Regions from separate parts of the Mus musculus genome. Here region 2 is linked to region 1. Evidence: chromatin contacts called from public HiChIP or PLAC-seq data. All regions are on one chromosome and are shown on one strand. The core of a region is the stretch at or near the end of the contact, and the rest is flanking DNA. Distances in the headings are between cores, read along the strand shown.

Region 1 (3,193 bases), core at 193-2,692:
AAAAACACTTGGCAATTTGTAAACAACACCACAACCCAGTAATTCTAACCAATAATAAAAAGAAAAGCTTAACCCGTCTAACTTCAGTTCACAAAGAAGTCAGCGCCCACTGACTACGTAAGGTGGGTGTTGACAGGAACTTATGTAGAATCCGTTTCCTAGTTATGAAGTTCCTTATTTGTTTGGGCCTGCTATTATAAACTCAGTTTACTATAACACCACTAAGCATGTTGTCTTAGGAAATTAGAAAAGCATGCTATAAATACTCAGTTTTTTAGAAAGCAAGACAGAGAAATAGGCAACCAATATTATGAGCGCCCAGCAGCAGCAGCCCGCATTCAAGCCCACTGTCATTGTGTTTGATTACGAAGGTAAGAAGTAAGAAACATTACCAGAACACCGAAAACGCTTGAAATTCAAAGCTATAGAGAACTCATTAATATAAGTATTTTTAGCAGTTAAACATACCAGAGTTTGTTTTTTTTGCAACTCTTCTAGATATCCCAAAATGTCTTCATCTGCTACATCAAAGGCTGTTTGGCCCTAGACAGGAAATGAGAAGTAGCCACAGTAAAAAGTCAATATACCATAAAATGACATCAACAATTCTTACTAATTACACAGCTATCTAGGTAAGTGTGCGTACACTCACACATTGCTGTTTGTGTAGGTATATATGCATGTGTATGAGTGTGCTCTATCTTACAGACAGGGTCTCTCGTAGGCCTGGAACTCACCAAGTAAGCTAGGCTAGGCCAGTGAACCCAACAGATCCACTTGCCTCTGCGCCCCGGCTCTGGAAATAAAAGCACAGGCTGCCACACTCAGCTTTTATATGAGTTCTGGGAATTGAACTTGGATCATAAGACTAGCAAGGCAAGCACTTCACTGACTTCAGGTATCTCTCCAGCCCCAAGAATCACGTTTGATGGAAGTTAAAAATGATAGACTATACAGGACTCCAAGGACACATGAGAAACGCATGTGAGTATGCCTTCCATATACTTTAGGACCAGAATGCGTGCATTGTTTTGAGAGTATCAACAGCTGCAACTCCCTTGCTACAATTTAGAAGTAAAATTTCACCACCCTCAAAAGAATAAGTGGATCCTTCTTGTACCATCTTCCATTCCACTTAAGCCACCTTGTATCTATCTATCTATATGCTGATCAAACACTTTACATGGATCAAACTGAACAACTCTCTGCTAGAACTCTTTGGGATAGGTTTCTTTTACCTCACATGCTGTGAGACTCATCTGTGTAATGACATGTATGACTACTTCACTCCCTTTTACTGGGAAACACAATTCCCTGCCTCGGCTCATTTTGCTAATGTAAATCATTTGCTTTGGCTTTCCGCCTAACGTAAGCACTGCTGCCGGCTAAGAGCAGGCCGCTCCTGCAGAGTGGTGACTGCCTAGAGCTCCAGGTCTAAGGGCTCTGCGGCCTACACTCAAGCGCACCTGCACTCAACTGCACACACAAATTACAATAATAAAGGCAAATGAAGCACCACCACGAACAAAACAATTCTGTTTGTGGGCTACTCCCACGTTCAAAGTGGACCGATGTGGTAACTCTAGGATTTGAGGCCTTTTGACTTGATTATCTTCTAAAACTTGACTAAAGATGTATGGATACGTGCAGGTGTACATGCACTGTGTGTGTGCATATGCAGCAACCGCAATGATCAGTTTTAAAATTACTTCAAAGGATCATTTGTCAGTCTACTTTTATTCCCCGTGGTAACAAAATTCCCCATTTCTGCCTTAAAAGCTAAGAATTAAATTGAGTTAAAAAAAAATCCTGTTATAAAACAACTGATCCAAATTTTAACGTAGTATGTTAATTTCAATTTTGTATTTCTGTACAATTCAAAAATTTTAGAAACTCTTCTAACTTAATGCAACTTTTATCTAAAATCATATTACAGACTCAAGATCATGCTCTTATGGTCAAATAACTCAATTACTCCTTAAAATTTACCAACTCGTACAAATAAAATACCACCCTGAACTTTTAAATTGTAATTACATTTTTGAAGCAGTTAAATAAGAAAGGGTTCTTTTAATAACCAAGGAATTTCTCTTTTAATAGTTAGAAACGGGGTTCCCTTACTAACCTTTCTTTTCATTTTCTCCTTTCATTAATGACTCTGCTTTGCAAACAGCAGCTCATAGAGAATGAAAACTCAAGTAAAATGTGGCCTATACACAGAGAAAAATTTCCAATGTAAACTGCACACCTCTACCACCCAGCCACACGTACCAATCACATAACCACGACTGTCATGCAATCTGAAAGACACTAAGAAGCGGAAGGAGACTGAACACTGTAACTCTCCCCACGGGCTCTGGCTTCACTACTGGGACGCAAGCACAGGAAAGCAGCTCAGTCAGGTAGAGCAGCTGGAAACAACCAAGGACGCAGTGATGAGACACTGGGAAGTAGGAGCTCGTGTCAAAGCAAGGGAACAGAACAAGCTGCTTGAACATCAGTTCAATATACCTACAAGTTAGCGAAGCCACAGATCTAGCAAGAACATGGCTTGATTTACTTCCCCCTCGCTGCAGTTTTTTCTCAGCTGTTTTAAATGAATTGCTTTTGCAGACCTAATTCTTTTAGTCTTTGGTGGAACTAGTAGTGAAGGCAGCTGGTACAGAACTGATGATGCTTTCCATCGTTCAGATGGAAAGCCCGAGTGTCTAGCTGATAGAGAACGGGGAACATGATCTAGCTCTGTACTGCTGGAGCCTTTAATTTGATTTCATAGCAAGAAACAACGAGGTCAGGCAGGGTCATAATGGAAAACAAACACCACTGCTCAGTAGTGGCAGAAACACTTAAACCTGCACAGCATCAAGCTAGTAACATATTCTAATCATTGTGCATTAACAGAAATTCCAATAAGAAAAGTATTATCCTTGATATTAAGGAAGAGACAATAGGTACATACTTGTAAAGAATTATTTTAATAAGCCAACAAAGCAAAATAAAAGCTTTTATATTTAAAATCAATATTAAGAGCTAAAATGATAATTTATAGTTTGCCAACAAGTTAAAAAGTTGAGAAAAAAAATTCTATTTACTTCTAGAACATCAACTTCCATGTAGGAGTTTTTATTGATTGTATAGAATTTATACATTTCTATATTAATATTATTTCCACATATCATATATTCCTTGTGTA
Region 2 (3,193 bases), core at 294-2,793, 2.7 Mb before region 1:
GCCCTAGGTTCAAACCCTAGACGGCAAAAAAAAAAAAAAAAAAAAAAAAAAAAAAAAAAAAAACAACAACAACAACAACAAAAAAAAAAAAACAACAACAACAAAAAAAAAGTCTCCCATCTATGTTACCACAACAGGACTAAAACCACAGCTTGCTGGTGGCCATCTCGCTTCCCTCCGTAGCTCTTCTAGCCTCTCCCAAGAGTCCTCAGGGTCTGTGTGTGACCCTGAGTTACCTTGTTCGGGCTTCAGACAACAGGGAAAGAGGAAAGCTGACAGTGAACAGCCTGACAGTAAATAGACACTGGCTTTGTTATGGCACAGCCATTGGGGCTTATCCCAGAAGAAAACGAGAACCATTTCTAAAGTATTTGCATTTCAGATTTCCAACATTTTGCTTAGTCACATGCCTGTTGAAATCCAGATTTTACTTAAAAAAAAAAAATCACAGAGAAAAAGTTCACTACGTTGGAAAAGAAATAGTTTTGCCAAATCTGAGGGGCAGTGGCCATTATGAAGTTACAAAAAAAAATATGCATGTGTAATAATTTGACTTTTCATAACCATGGCTTTCTGTTAGATTTTACTGTCTGTGAACCACACATACTGTACATAAACACAGACAGCTTGAATGCTGGCAGCCATGGAAACAAGACAAGCCACATTTGAAAGTTTCATTCCTAAAGTGTAATTCTTTTTTTTTTTTCAAGAAAGAGTTTCTCTGTGTAGCCCTGGCTGTCCTGGAACTCACTTTGTAGACCAGGCTGGCCTCGAACTCAGAAATCTGCAACTCCCCCTCCGCGCCCCCCCCCCATGCTGGGATTAAAGGCGTGTGCCACCACACACTGGCCCAGCAAATTTATGTTTAAAATATAGCTGTTTACAGTACTTTTCACTGTATAATCTAGAAATAAGGCACATTTCTGCATGCATGGATCCTTCATTAGAGAAACTTCTATCATTTGACTCCTGGTGAGTTTCTCAGGCCATGAGGCTACACGGCTTTTGAAATGACTTAAATGTCTTCTGAAGGGGTTTTTTCCTCTTCTTGTTTCTCTCATGGGTGTTTATTCTTCAGAACACACAGATAAGTGTTTTATGTCCTACTTCCACATAATAAACAATGATAATCCCAGTGTGCCTGTAGGGACCTAGGTATGCTATATTCTTCTGCCAAATTGAGAATTCCAATTGCTGTGATCAACTAACAAGCAATACCGTAGAACAGAGATTCTCAACCTGTGGGTCGCAACCCCATGACCCATATCAGATATTCTGTATCAGATATTTGCATTACGATTCATAACAGTGTATGTAGTGAATCATGACTGTATGGCTGAGGGTCACCACAACACAAGGAACCGTATTATAGGATCGCAGCATTTAGAAAGTTGAGACCCCCGGCTATAGAAGGTCAAATTTGAAGGTTCTGTAGAAACCAAGCTTGTATACTCTGAACTTCAGTTGTTGGTGTTCAGAAGGGAGCCCAGCAAGAAAGAGAAAAGTGGCAAAGATCAACTTATTAACCGAATCAAGCCAAACACACAGGGTGTGCCAGAAACTTTCAGTAGGTGCCAGATTGTCCCGAGGACACAGACAGAGGTGACAAAGGCTAAGGCCAACTGGCCAGAACTGAGGGCTAGGTGGTCTTCCCTCTGGCTCAGTCCTCAGCGTCTTAAGATCAATGACATAAAAACCGCCCATTGGGCTAGAGAGATGACTCAGCGGTTAAAACAAAAAACAAACAAACAAAAAACCCCGTCACTCTAAACCATTTCTCTTAGCTAGCATTGTTATTTTTCTTCCAGAGGTGAACTGAAGGGGGAGGGGACCATACTCACTGCACAGGAAGCAGCAGCGATGGAAGCTCCGCCCATCGCACTGCACCTCTTCCGCGTGGTACACGGTTCTCCCGCAGGCCCCGCACTTATTTCCACCGCCCCAGACAGGCATTCTGCGGAACAAAGGATGCATTAGGATGCTTGTTTTACGAGTTCCCTCCGGGCTGCTTCAGCCCACGAGACAGTGCGTACTAGCAGATCCTGCTTCTTCGTGAACCACCCAAACCACATCTTTCAGAGGCCCGCGTTCCTCCAAAATAGCTCCATCTCCACTCCCAAATTATAGCTCTCATTAGGAAACTGACTCAGACAGCCTCTTTTCTAGAAGACAAAGGGATCTTTGCATCCAGTGGAAGAGACAGGTCACCAGAGTACAATGCAAAGTAAGCCCCTAGAACCCACAGGAATAATATGGGAGTGGAGAGACAGACACAGTCTTCTCCCACACCCAGCTCTTAATGAGCCTTTTACAAACTCAGCGGGAAAGCTTGCATTATAGTTCTCTGCTGTATGTTTAATTCAGTGCAAAGACATTGAGTTCTTAGCATTTAATGTACATAAGCAAGGAACATATTTGTATGTACAGAGTCCAATTACAGCTCACGTAGCTTTCTGTGGCTAGCACAACTGCCCTGGAACCCCCCACGGTCACCACAACAAACATGTCCAGATGGCTGCCAAGTAAGTTGCTGTGCGCTTCACTAACCCCCAAAGCCCCTAGTCCCGCCAACAGTTGGTGTTCCCACTCAGCCAGGTTTGTCAGGCCTACAGAAAACGCTATCAAGTCCCCTTCTCTGCAGTGACTGTCATGGTATGTGGGGACAGTCTCCAAACATGGTCTGATGTGATGTGAAATCCCAGACTATCTATGATGTAGGGGCAACATTCGCTAATTCCCCTTAACAAACCGGCCTCCCGGGACAGCTTAACTGGCTGATTTCGGAATGTCAGCGTTCTCAACTGCCTGAGCAAGCCAGCCGGCTAAGAAGGGACCTTGTTTCTGTGGTCTACTCCCTTTCCCCCTAACACCGATTTTTGGGCTTCCCTTCTGTGAGGGGTATTTGCAGCCTTTGCCTGCTAAGTTTCTGGATGTGGCCCTTGCCTCTTTAAAAAAATGGCTGGTTGTAAAAGTTGGCATTTCCTTTATAAATATAAACCTGATTAGAACACACGTTAGTTCTGGTAAGCAGAGGAAAAGCTTCCATCTTTGCCCTTAAAAGGGCGTGATTTCCCATACAACCATTAAAATGGGTGCAGACCTCTATTAGGTTTCCTGATGAGACCTTTATTAAATATTTAAACAATTAGTACAAGGTGCTTTGTCCCTCTTCTGGTTACCCCCCACCCCCAGA

Evidence for each region. HiChIP or PLAC-seq counts read pairs in DNA pulled down with a chosen protein or histone mark.
Region 2: an H3K27ac HiChIP or PLAC-seq map of embryonic stem cells shows a contact between it and region 1, with 5 times the contacts expected there. The contact joins two enhancer-like sites.

Annotation. Positions count from the first base shown.
Region 1 is chr10:108,237,455-108,240,647 of GRCm38.p6, reverse strand. Ppp1r12a (protein phosphatase 1, regulatory subunit 12A) reads right to left here. Exons shown (of 25, transcript NM_001368736.1): 6 at 469-543. Among named protein-coding and RNA genes, the nearest start is that of Ppp1r12a, 77 kb to the right of the region's middle. Within about 2 kb of position 1,442, at least 9 of the 459 cell types and tissues checked have an H3K27ac peak or open chromatin away from gene starts, as enhancers often do. A contact at or near this core is called in embryonic stem cells, where this site is marked.
Region 2 is chr10:110,930,716-110,933,908 of GRCm38.p6, reverse strand. Csrp2 (cysteine and glycine-rich protein 2) reads right to left here. Exons shown (of 6, transcript NM_007792.4): 2 at 1,842-1,954. The coding sequence starts at 1,953. Among named protein-coding and RNA genes, the nearest start is that of Csrp2, 12 kb to the right of the region's middle. Within about 2 kb of position 1,543, at least 162 of the 459 cell types and tissues checked have an H3K27ac peak or open chromatin away from gene starts, as enhancers often do. A contact at or near this core is called in embryonic stem cells, where this site is marked.